Regions from separate parts of the Rattus norvegicus genome. Here regions 2 and 3 are each linked to region 1. A link is a contact called in public Hi-C data. All regions are on one chromosome and are shown on one strand. The core of a region is the stretch at or near the end of the contact, and the rest is flanking DNA. Distances in the headings are between cores, read along the strand shown.

What was found. Hi-C and Micro-C count contacts between places; a contact is called where the count stands out from the background.
Region 2: a contact with region 1 is called in a Hi-C map of the A7r5 cell line, with 4 times the contacts expected there. The contact joins two enhancer-like sites. A contact is called at or near these places in 2 of 12 Hi-C or Micro-C datasets (the A7r5 cell line and Schwann cells).
Region 3: a Hi-C map of the A7r5 cell line shows a contact between it and region 1, with 7 times the contacts expected there. The contact joins two enhancer-like sites. A contact is called at or near these places in 7 of 12 Hi-C or Micro-C datasets (the A7r5 cell line, Schwann cells, frontal cortex and 3 more).

What each region holds. Positions count from the first base shown.
Region 1 is chr9:98,639,057-98,643,217 of GRCr8, forward strand. No RefSeq gene overlaps it. Among named protein-coding and RNA genes, the nearest start is that of Cops8, 14 kb to the right of the region's middle. Within about 2 kb of position 1,320, at least 8 of the 93 cell types and tissues checked have an H3K27ac peak or open chromatin away from gene starts, as enhancers often do. A contact at or near this core is called in the A7r5 cell line, where this site is marked.
Region 2 is chr9:98,317,279-98,321,519 of GRCr8, forward strand. No RefSeq gene overlaps it. Among named protein-coding and RNA genes, the nearest start is that of Ackr3, 72 kb to the left of the region's middle. Within about 2 kb of position 1,978, at least 8 of the 93 cell types and tissues checked have an H3K27ac peak or open chromatin away from gene starts, as enhancers often do. A contact at or near this core is called in the A7r5 cell line, where this site is marked.
Region 3 is chr9:98,300,051-98,303,872 of GRCr8, forward strand. It overlaps LOC102555030 (a long non-coding RNA gene), which reads left to right. Exons shown (of 2, transcript XR_005489311.1): 2 at 2,855-3,822. Among named protein-coding and RNA genes, the nearest start is that of Ackr3, 55 kb to the left of the region's middle. Within about 2 kb of position 1,476, at least 10 of the 93 cell types and tissues checked have an H3K27ac peak or open chromatin away from gene starts, as enhancers often do. A contact at or near this core is called in the A7r5 cell line, where this site is marked.

The sequences.
Region 1 (4,161 bases), core at 70-2,569:
TTTAGTTCTCTAACTACATAACGGTTTGGCAATGAAACAAAGCCTCACGTCTGAGACCAGTTCTGTGGCACGTGCTAAAATGTGGTCCTGATCCCACAGCCGTGGGGACACAGAGGACAGTTCAGGACTGAGATAAAACAAGAGCAGAGGTCATGCTCAGAGCTGGGCCTCTGCAGTCCTGTAGGTCCCGCTGGCTCTGATGCCTGGTGATGCAAGGTGATGCCTGGGTGTCTCTGACCTCTCACACTTTGTCCTACCCAAGACCACCTGCCCCTCAGGTCCTGTGTGGTGTCCTTGAAGCCCTGTGGTGAAAGGCAGACTCATAGGTAAGGCTGGGGACTCGCTGCACAGTTCTGCTTTGTTCACTGAGGTGAGAGACCAGTGTGGTGTTAGTGTGAGGTGGGCCCAGGTCTTCAGAGCAGATCCTCTCAGCTCCATGGACTGTGGAGCCAAGTAGCTCAGACATAGACTCTGACCGTGTCAGAGGTGCTCAGTGTGGGGAAGTTAGGGATACACTCACGGGAATGGTAGCCTCACAAAGGTAGTCCTCCCCAGAGACACCACGTAGGTCTCAAGGAAGAACCTGGCCACAAGAATTAGGGGACCCTGTGGGAGTGTCTGAGACACACCAGAAGTTAGTATTTCAAGATGAGACAAACTCCCAAACCCAAAGGACACTCACTCCACAGGCTAACAGGAGGAAACAGTAACACTGTGCTGTTTAAATGAGTTTCCAGAAGATGTTTCCAACCATCAGGTCTGAATTCCTTCCGGGCTACATGCGTCTCCCAAGTGCACTGTTTTTCCTCCCTGCTGTGTCCTCAGGGCCACACACTAGACCCTGGAAAGTCTCTGTGGTTCTTATTGTCTGAAGCCTTGGTACGTGTCTTGGTGGGACAATCAGGGACCATGGACGGGGAGGTGGCCAGCAGCATAAGCAGCAAGTGTATAGAAAGGGGGGAACTTTTGCATGAAACTCAACCCCTCCATGGGCCTGTAGTTTGAGGACTAGAACAAAGTCACAGGATGACTTGAGGTACCACAGCCTGGCTCTTACCCTCTTCTAGTGCCCTGTGTGCATGTGCACATGTATTAGTATGAGAGGATGCGTCTGAGTGCATAAGTGTGTATATACACATGTATCTGTGTCTGTACACACTCCCAGACTGAAGGTCACTCCTAAAGATGACAACTCTTCAGCCTCAGCTGAACTAGGAATCGTACCAATCAAATTTTAGGGGGAGTCTAACCGCCTTTGTCTGCCTTGCTTTTGCAAATCCAGAACTAGTCTTTCCTTGACTGATCTGTGCCTGGTCAGAGACTTTGTGATGAGCGCCACCTTGTGGTACCTTTCATATTTCCCAGGAGCAGGAAGTAATGGTCTGAGGCTGGTAGTAAAACCCATTACCAAACTCCAGCTCTTCAGCCTCTCCTCTCCTGGCCTCTCACACTTGCATACTCATGTTAAACCCACCCTATTCTGCCATCCCCACCTTAGAGCCCAGGCCCATCCCAGAGCCACCCCAGTTCCCAAGCAAAGCTGTTATAAGAGTTTACAGACAACATCTCAAACTGTAAGCTGAAATAAACCTTTTTGTCGTGATAATGTTCTCGCCTCCAGTATTTTGTTCTAGCATCAGAAAGCAAACTAAAGCAGAAGAGAAAAGACCTGTGCATCTTGTTTAAAGTGCCTCTGGGAAATCCCAAAAGACTATACAAAAGGTAAAAGTAAGAGGGACTTTACAAAAGGTAAAAAGTAAGAGGATAGTGAGTCCCTATCCTCCTGGGCAATCCACGGAAAAGGATGCTTCAGTCAGTTTCATAGAACACTCCAGACCTATAACGGGAAGGTTTGGGGTTTGAGCTAGAAGCACTATCCAGCCTTCTGCTTGCAGGTGGAGAATGGCTTCATATCGCACCCACCTCCTATATCGCTCTGTCCTGCTGAGCTCCTATTGAAAACAACCAGCTGTGATCTTCCTACTTAAAGCTCTAAGTCACGGGCGTGGGGCAGCATGAAGTGGACCACAGGACAGGAGACAGGACAGAGATGCTTGGAGCGCTGCAGTTTGCTTCTCCTGTCTTATCTCTGCAAGTGTCCTTTACTCCTCTGTCCACAAACTCATGGTAACAGCTTTGCTAGGGAATTAAACCGGGTCCCACAATCCATGGAGCTACACTTTCTCCACAGGTGCCTCCATCCCTCCAACCTCCAGCGCCCTGGGAGCCCAGGTAAGTGTGGTTGCCACAATGACAGGTGGGTATTGCTAATTCTCAAACTCCAGAATTTTACCTTGAAAGTGTTAAGGCAACTTTTAAAATGTTTTCAAATTAAAAACAGAGAGGAAGCTAAGGACAGAGAGAATCTGATTCATCCCATGGCTGTGGGGAACCTGGAGTTGTATCTAGCCCCCTTCCCTGGCTCCTGCCCCCCACACACAGGACACAGTCCCTTCCTACTTTCTATTCTGGTTTGAGCAAGGTATGGTCTCACATAGTCCAGCCTGGCCTTGAACTCACTAAGTAGCCAAGGATGAACTCACTACGTAGCCCAGGATCTTTCTGCCTTTTTTTTTTTTCAAATGTCACACACACACAGCTTAAAAAGACACCCTTTTGAGGCAACATGGAGAAAACATCATATTTTCTTACCTTTTTGCCACAAACAGAGCAGAGCCTCTGCTCTCCTGTGCCTAGTGTGTATTTTGAGGGTCTGTCCAGGCCTCTGTCCATGTTCCCAATGCGTTTCTGGTCTTTTTCACCTCCATTTTCCCTATCAAACTGTGCGTGTTCCCATTCTTTTTCTGTTTCCTGTTTTTCTTCTTTTTGGTTGAAAAGTATCGTGGTTCTCTTTGTCAAAGTGGTGGAGGCTGGGGAGGCAGCTCTGTGGTTAAGAGCACTGGCTGCTCTTGTAAGGGACCCAGGTCCGATTTGCAAACGCCACATGGTGGGTCACAAGGGTAGGTCTGAAACTCCAGTTTCAGAGGATCTGATGTCCTCTCCTGGCCTTCATGGCCACTGCATATATGTAGTGTCCATACAGACATGCAGGTAAGATGCTCACACCCATAAAAAATAAAATGTTTTAAAAAATCAGGGGGCTGTAGTCGAATGGTCTTACATCCAGGACCTCAGCTCTATTTCCATGATGTACGTGTCTGTGTTTGGTTTGTGCCAGCCAGCGCTAGGGTGCCTTTTATCACTATGGCTCCATAGCATAGCTGAGCCCAGGAATAGCAGCACCCTCTTCGGTCTTCTTCGTGTTCAGGTGGCTTTGCTTATCTTGGTCTTTTGTGCTTCCGTATACATTTTGAGGTTTTTCTTTTTTTTCTATGTCTGTGAAGAAAAGACCTGGAGACTTGATTGGGATTGCACTGGATCTGTAGGCTACATTTGGCAGAATGGTCATGGCCAGCAAAGTCCTTTCCTCCCATCCATGTGCCTGGCAGGTCTTTCTTGTCTCCCTCGACTTCTCTCTCCAGTTCAGTGTAGACTCCTTTCCTTTCCCTGCCTAGATGTGTGCCCAGACACTATTTTATTTTGTGAATGGGATTATTTCTGCGTGTTTGTCACCAGTGCATAGGACACCTACAGATTTGTGTGTGTGTGTGTGTGTGTGTGTGTGTGTGTGTGTGTGTGTGTGTGTGTGTGTTTGTAACCTGCCACTTTGCTGGGAAGTCCTTCTCAGTTCTGTGCATTTCTGGGTGGAGTCTTTTGTGCTTAGATTCTTGTGGGCTCTCTCCTTGCTCTGCAGAGCTCCCTCTGCTGGACAATTTTGTGAAGTGTTCAAAAACATCTGGGGGCTAGGCTTCAGAAACATGCTGACAGTTTTCCTGCTCTGGGCTTTCCTGGACTTCCCCTAGCTGATTCCCTATGGCCCCTTTCTGGACAAGCGTTTGTTCCACCCTAGAATTTCTCCCTGACTTGTATGCCATGTGAAGGAAATTTTGTGCAGGATCCAGTGCCGGAGTCCACAGTTTGGCCAGGCCTGAGTGGCTATGCCAGAGCTCTACTCTAGCTCACACCTTCTAGAGAAGGACTCCTGAATGTCTCAGTTTCTCCCTTCTGAAGCCCAGTAGAGGATTCATGGAATCCCTCTGCCTTTATTCTCCCTCATTTCTTACAAACGCAAGCACGCACGCACGCGCACTCGCGCGCGCG
Region 2 (4,241 bases), core at 728-3,227, 320 kb before region 1:
ATGAGCATCTGTCCCAGTTGACGTCACTCTGCCAACCAGCCCGAGTCCACAGAAGCGGCAAGGAACTATAGTTCACCACCAGAAGTTTTGTGGTGCATTTCTCTCTATGGAGTCCCAACAAACGGAGCTCAGTTGTGCAATGTAAGGCGGACCAGTACATACATACATGTCATTAGCCAAGAATCCTTCATCACGTGTCTTTTCACGTGCTTGCTTTAGTAGAACACCCTTTCACCTGTGTCTGCTTCAGTGAAACATTCCTTCGAGAGTCTGCCTTAGCCTTTCACCTGTGTCCACGTCACGAAAACACTCCTTTTACGTGTTTGCCCCAACAAAACACCATGCAACACAACTGACTCGCCAAAGGACCCTTAAGTTTGCTCTTCAGTGCTGAGCGAGGATGTGGGCAGGACCTGGGGGGGAGCAGCCACACTTGGGCTGCCAGGGAGGGCAGCTTCCAGGTAGCCTTTCCTCTTCACAACTGTGATGAATAGGAAGCAGGGGCATCTGGAATTTGCTCTGGCTGCAGTGCAGAGGGTGTAAGATACTCAATAGACTGTCCACCCTGAGGTGCTGGTGGTGAGAAGGCTAGGCAAGACCCGTAAACATGCTTAGAAGCCTGAGGATCTGCCCTGGAGCATGGGGGCGCCATCTTGGAACCAGCCATGTACATCCTGACATGGAGGGGGTGAATGGCCTGCTGGTGTCATCGGAGAGAGAGGAATGGTGAGATCTGCAGCTGTCAAGCAGGTGTTTAAAGTGGAAATGGCCCAGCTGTGCAGATGATGGACCAAAGGATGTTCCTGCTAGTTTCCTTTTAACCGAATGAAGGCGGGTCAGAGAACATCGGGATGCTTGAGCTCTTCCACATGAGTTGGAACGTGAGGAAGATTTTGGCAACTGGTTGGAACGCTGCCTGCTAGCCTGTGGAGATCCTTTGCAGCCTGCTGGGCAGGGTGTGGTTGGACTGGGGACGTTTGTTTCTTTGCTCTTCTTCAGGGTGCCAAGAATCCAGGAACAAATGCAGGAAGCATATAGGAGATTTGATTTCTCATTCGACAGACCCTCGTAGTACCATGCGATGGCAAGCCTGCCCCTCTGGACTGAGGATTGAATGCCCTTAGCCACCTTCCAGGTACAGGGGTGTGGGTGGTGAGCCTATGCTGTCAGTGTGCAGTGTTAAAGTTTACCTCTGAGTGTGTTCTCTGTACAAGTCCACATACGTGTGAGTCTATGCGTGTGAGTCTATATGGATTTAATGTACCCATGTGCAAATGCGAGTGTCTTTGTATTAATATATGTGTTGTGTGTGACTATTGACAGCAATTCCTGCTTCAACTCACCACCCCAGGGAGGAACGCATGCCTGGTTCTCCTTGCCATATTGCTCAGGAATTGAGCTAAAGACAGGCACATCTTGACCCCAACCCTGGTAAAGGAGCAGGAGGAAATGAGTGGGTGTCTATCATAGAAATAGTTTCACCCAGGGTGGAAAGGGGGTGAGGCTGAGGTGGTTTCTTGATGAGCCTAGGGAAATTCAGAGGGCAAGATTCTCTTAGGAAAGCCCAGCTCATCCAAGGAAGGGACAGTGGCTCAGGAGTTTGTGACTAGCACAGGATGTGTGGGCTCTGATAAGCTATAACTGGCAATAGTTGCCTGACCTAATTCTAATGGACAAGGGGCTCTTCTTGTCGGTAGCGCTTTCTACCCAAGGCCCATGCCATCTTGTGCAGGGACTCCTGAATGAGGCCAACAGGGCTGAGGGGACTTCTGCGTATGTGACTGGAGATACTTCCGGTTGCCAGCAGGGCCTAGTGCTAAGGATTGTGGGTGCACAATCTCATTGGTCCCCAGAGAGCCCTCAGGCAACACTGTAATATGACTGGCCTTTAGAGATGCACCCACTTCAAGACAGACCAGTTCCCTCCCGGGCAGGCCTCAGGCTTAACAAGGCCTCCTCTTCTCTGCTGTATGCAGTAGGGGTGACTCAGCCCTCTCCCAAGTCTCTTTCCAAAAGGCAATAGCAATGCCAGGCCAGAGCCAGGGTCAACTTCAGAACTCAGAATGCATGGCCATAGTTCCCCAGCGGCAGTAGCTTCCAGACGACTCCAAGGTCTGACAGACGCTGTCTCGTGAGCAGATGAATATGTCACCTTTCTCCTCAGACTCTGAAGTAGCTTTTCTGGAAGCCGTTCACCATGAGCCACATGCTCCCAGCTCTTAGCTCTGCAGTTCTGCCTGGTCTTCTGAGGCACTGGCTGATGACTACAGAGGGTACAGGCTATGCGGCTGATCCGTTTGCATCATTGTATCCAATGCCTGCCTCTTCCTCAGGCCCAGCCAGATGCTGTTATTTTTCCATACCGGTCTCAGCAGATCTGGACGGCCTGCTCCTTTTGTGGAAAGAGAGTGTGTTGAGGTCCCCCACCCACCCGTGCCCATGTGATGCTCTATTGAACAATATTCTATTCATCCCCTGTTTATGTCTCTAGAGAAAATATGCAATTCATTTAGTCTAGAAGGCTCTTCTCGGCAACCGCTGTCCATCGCTGGCAGATCGAATATCGCACTAAACATATCTCGGACCCACCCTAAACACTTGCTTGGATGTGAACCTGAGACGTGCTGAATCTAAACCCTGGCACACATGACGAAGTCTGCTGCTGAAAACATCCAGGGGCACCTGCCAGCATGCAGTCACTTTCCTTTTCCTGGAAGAGGGTGACGGGAAACTCAGACTTCAGGCTGACTGGAAGCTAAGTCTTTCCCAAACAGTTCTTTCCTGGGGCTCAGGGTTTTACTGTCACTTTGGGGCTGTTTTTCAGGGATGTGTTACTTTGTATATAGTCTTATGGGCAACGCCTTTTAAAACATGGTTACCTGTAGATGAGTATTCTGTAGATTGGGAAATAGAAACATGGATAGTTTGACTCATGGTTGTGGAGATGGCTCAGTTTTACAAGAAAGAAAACTGGATTTTGTGTCCCAGGACTCATGTGAAAAGGCCTAGCATGGCAGCACAGACTTGTAACCTCAGCAGTGGGAAGCAGGGACAGCTAGATCTCTAGGACTTGCGGGCCAACCACTCTAGTCTGACCACTGAGCTTCCGATTCAGGGAGAGACTGTGGGCGGCACCTGAGGAATGACACCCAATCTTGACTCTTCTAACATATGCACACACACCAGCACACACTCATGTGCACACACAAGCCTATTCACAAAAGGCTGAAGTGAAGTCAGTCTTCAGAAACTTCACCTCTAGCTCTTGCCTGGTCTCTTGACATCCGCCGAATGTGGGCTTCATGCTGTTTCCTCATGAAAACGCCAGGTCAAAGCAGAGCAGCATTCCCAGCTCCGCCGTTCTAATCTTCCATTAAACTCGAGGAAAACCACGATTCCCTTACAAGATGCCAGACTTAAAACACATCCAATGCGATTGCAGGTGCAGACGTCTCTGCTCAGAGATGATATCGCTGCCCTCACAAAGGCGGCAGAGCGCTGCCCTGCCTCTTGCCTCCTGAGTTAAAACAGGAGAACCTTGGTTTCCCTCCATCAGTCAGTGGATTGGTTTGGTGACCTTGAAACCAATTTGCCTTCGCTAAGTTCATTGCAGAAAAGCGCAAAGAGGCTTTCTTTCCGGTCCTTATTTTTGTTTTGTAATTTTTGTTTTCCCCTCTCACTCAGCCATTTAGAGCCTGGAACAAATGCATGAAGATATGGAAGTCCAGCGCAGCGGTTGCCTTTACAATGAATCCTTTCATGCTGCCTCCAGACGTTTCTATTCATGCGTCATGATGCCAAGTTCTGGCAAATAAGCCAAGCTGGATTAAGTTACAGCCAAGTATGTTGACTTTACCCATTCAATTTATTTTTGGCAAACTTCAGAGGGTATTTATAATAAAGTCCCATTTCGAACATTCGAGGGCCCCAGTGGAGTTCTAATAACACTGGGTATTTATTTAATGTCTAACTCTAAGAGTTCAAAGCACTTTATAGGCATTCCTTGACTGATCTTAACATCCCTGCAAGATTTTACAGCCTGGACAAGTCAATCGAGGCTCCGGGACCTGCCTGGGATCACCCAGGAAGACCAGGTTATTCCCTAAATTAATCACGCTGCCGGCACGCAGAGGCTCCCGTACCTTAGTTGGCGACTGCATTCTCTACCTCTTATCTCAGCGTCGCCCGAGAGGAGCGTATTTGTTTATTTCTCCATGGAGATCTTTAATTAAGGAAAGCCG
Region 3 (3,822 bases), core at 226-2,725, 340 kb before region 1:
TGGAAGTGGACTTTCCCCCTTTGTTTCTAACTCGAGTTTCACGGTGCATTCCATTACTAACCAGACCAGCATCAACAACATTCAAGAAGGGCTCTGATCTGCTGCGTTGTCCTGTGATGGTGAAGCTGTCCTTCCATTCTCTACAGAGTGTAAGCCTGTAAACCTCCTGTAAGGGTACAGGGAACACTTGAAAGCACAAGCCTGGCTTTGGAATCCACAGTTTGGTGATGAGGCTGACTTATTTTGTAGGAAGAGCTCCCCCTGAGAACACTGCACGAAGGGGCTTGTCTGCAGGTGTGGTTGGACCCATCAGGGTGGGTGGAGGCTAGGAGGAAGGAGCCATGCAGCTTCCGGTGCAGGGTGGTTGGCTGGAGGGCGAGCACGGAGAACCGCAGCCTGCAGTTAGGTAGTGGGACTCATCAGGTAGAACAGCTAGTGGCAGTTGGGCAGAAATGAGCAGCATATCTGCAACAGCTCACATCCGGAAACAGGTTAGATTTTGCAATTTTCAAGTGTTCCCTGTAAGCCCCACACAGCTCCCACGTTGTTGAAAACCTGGTATCCTGCAGAGCAGAGACAACCTCACAGTCACAGGAGTGATTCTTCTCGAGAGGCTGAAAGCAGCCCTCCCCTGGGCCATGTGAGTGGCTCCACTTATGGCCCTGTGGCAGGATGGGGTTGGCGGTGAGCTCCAGCTGCAGATGTGGGGATTGGTATTCTGTCTAAGCTCCACCCCCCAGGTATCTGGCAACAGCCAGGTATGCTCCGTCCCAAAGGCACGTGGGGATTTAAACTTGCAGGGTGCTATGAGTCTGATGTGTCCCAGAAGCTGTTCTCTCTGTGTGTTCCCAAGATGTCTTCACGTACAACAGCCAGGACTGGAGGTGTTCGTCAGAGGTGGACACCTGACTCCGGCAGCCAGCCATTCAGCATTGAGCTTCAGAATGAGATCGAAATGGATTTGCTGCCCAAACTTCCCGCCACGGCAGTGGCCATGGCTTTCTACTGGAGTTCTTCGAGCAGAGGCTGAGGATGGTTGTTAGATCGATGGTCCAGCAGTGTGCATTAGACGCACAGAGCACACGGGAATGGCTGGAATGTATCCTGAGGGCGGGGCAAGCTGCTGCTCTCAGAGAATAACACTGAACCTTACAGGGTGTCTCCCCCAAAATACGACTAGAGAGGAAGCAGCTTGGCCCATCCGGAATGTTGACCTTCAACAAGACAACATATCTGGACTCTGTTCATTGTCATGCTGGCCCAAAACAAATGGAGGAATGGGCTCTGTTCTTCAATACACGGAACAACAAAAAAATTAGATTCATGTAGGGACAAAAGCCTAGAAAAGTATCTGACCTCCCAGGGCCTCGCTGTGTTCTTGTTGGTTACTCTCAACTTCAATGTAGTCAAGGACTCTCAGTAAAAGTGAGTCACCCTCTCACATGGAAACAGAGAAACAAACTCAAGTTCACGTGGCAGCTCTGGCTTAATAGGTTGGGGAGAGCCTGGATGCAGTAGCTTTTATAAGTCCACAGATGATGCTGGTGTACACATCTGTTGGAAAATCATGTCCCTGGTGATGTCACACAGGCTTCTTTCAAAAGACAGGCCCTTCAGATAGCTTCCAGATCACCCCAGAGGTTCAGGAAAACAGCCATGAAGTGGTTGATTCGGCACTGTGGTCATGCATTTTCCTCTCTGAGTCACCGTAGTGTCCTGTACACCATTAGGGGCACAACCCAGATTCGAGGCTTCCAACTTCATCCCCTGGAGGGCAGTTTGACTGAAGTGGTTACAGAGAAGTGGAAAATAGCCAGAGGTAGGGAAGGGTTGTGACAAGTGGGATGGATTTCAAAGAAGTCTGTCTGAAGGGGCAGAACGGCCGCTGGTTGCTCTGGTCTCCGAGTGCCGATTCAGGAGCCTCCATAGATCTCATAACCTGAACCTGGGTTTGTTTAAGTCAAACCATTTCCAGGAAGCCTCAGCTTGATCCAGGGATGTGCTCTCGTCTGTTAAACAGACAAGACTCAACTTGTTCAAAAACAGTGAGTTAAAGTCCGGCGCATTTTGAGGCTTTTTTTCCTAATATTTTCCTGAGCTGTTAATACCTTGTTTCTTCTGGGGTTTTATTGCATTCTTTGAATGAAGGGTCTTTGCAGGGACAAGCAAGTTAAGGATCTCCAATGCCTGGTGACCTTACAAGAGAAACGGGAGACAGAAATGGCGTGTGATCTTGAAGGGTAGAGGTTGGTATGAAGCACCCAGGAGTATAAGGAACGTAGGAACATTTTTCCTAGTACCTTTGTGGAGGCCATCCCCTACATGCATCTTTCTGAAGACTTGTGTCCTTCCAAAGCATAAGGCTTCCTGATGTTAGATGCCACACACACACACACACACACACACACACACACACACACACACACCGCTAATGAGGGAGCTGTAAGCATAGAGGCTGGGATCTTAGAGGATGGAGAGGGCAAATGGGGAATAGGGATGCCTAGACTGGGCCACAGACCCACTCAGCACCCACCATCTCCTTTCTTAAATCCACATCGCTTCCATCCAGATCCTGGAGTTCAGCTGGGGTTCTGCTCTGTCAACTCAAGTGGCAGGAGGAGTCAGTTGAGATGTCCCATTCCAACCCCTACTCCCATCACTGTCCTCACAAGAGTCAAGCCCTGTACTTCCACATCAACAAAACCCCTCATCTGGCTTCTGTGCTGGACCCAAAGCCAATAGCTTTAGGGTGCCTGTCCTTTGATCACCTGCTTTGACATTCTCTCTGTCCAAACTCACAAGTCCAGGCTGCTCTGGTCCATCAATTTCAACCGCTATCTCAACTTAATTGTAGGTCTGGACCGCACGCCTCCATATGGCCTACACCAAGACTTCCTACTTCCCTCCTGAAATCCCTTCTGTGAAGAGAGATTTATCAAGACGATGTGAGGCACCTGTGAGTTCTGGCAGCGCATCCCTGTGGCTTTCCCATGCTCCTGCCTCATGCGTACTGAAGTAAACTCTGAGACGTGATTGATGCCAGTGACCCCTTCCCCACAGGATGGACTTCAGCACTCCAATACCGCTAACAACATATCATTAGCATTCCTGAGAGTGATAATTCTAGCTGTATCCTGAGTGAATTCTCACGGTGACTGCGACTGTGTCTACAGCAGAATCCTCATTTCCAGAGATGTTTGGGTTATGCGTCTGTCAGGGTTTATTTCCTAACCTACAAAGCCGACACTCCCGGGGAAGGTATCTTCTTTTGATATTGCTTTTGATAGAAAGTCGGACTTATACTATTTCCAAAGAAATATAAAAAGGCAGGCAATTCATGATTTCAAGGATAGCAGATCCGTGGCTACCTTGTTTTTAAAATCCCTTGATCAGTTTCATGATGACCTTTTGTGGATGGGATCCTGGAGAATTCTCTGCCTTTTTGGTGGTATTCAGGGAGTGTTGGTTCCAACAAGATGAATCAACATTGGCCTCCTTGTGTCCTGCCCTATCCCCCTCCCTCCCTCCCATGCAGCAATGGCACTCCAAATTTTATTTTTTTTATGCTGGTTAGACACATTCCCTTCACCTCCCTTCCCATCCACCATAATAGAATGCTCTAGCCATGTGCCTTGATGTCGAAGGTCAGACGGGACACACCTGTTGGACACATCAGTCTTGCCAAATACGAACCACAGAGGAAAACGAAGAAGACAGATAGCAAACTGTTCCCTGGTATAAGGAAGGGCTGTCTTAGCTTCAGACTGAGAGGTCAAGGAACTCGTCATTGGAAGCTAAGCAGTCCTTCACAAGAATGTGTGC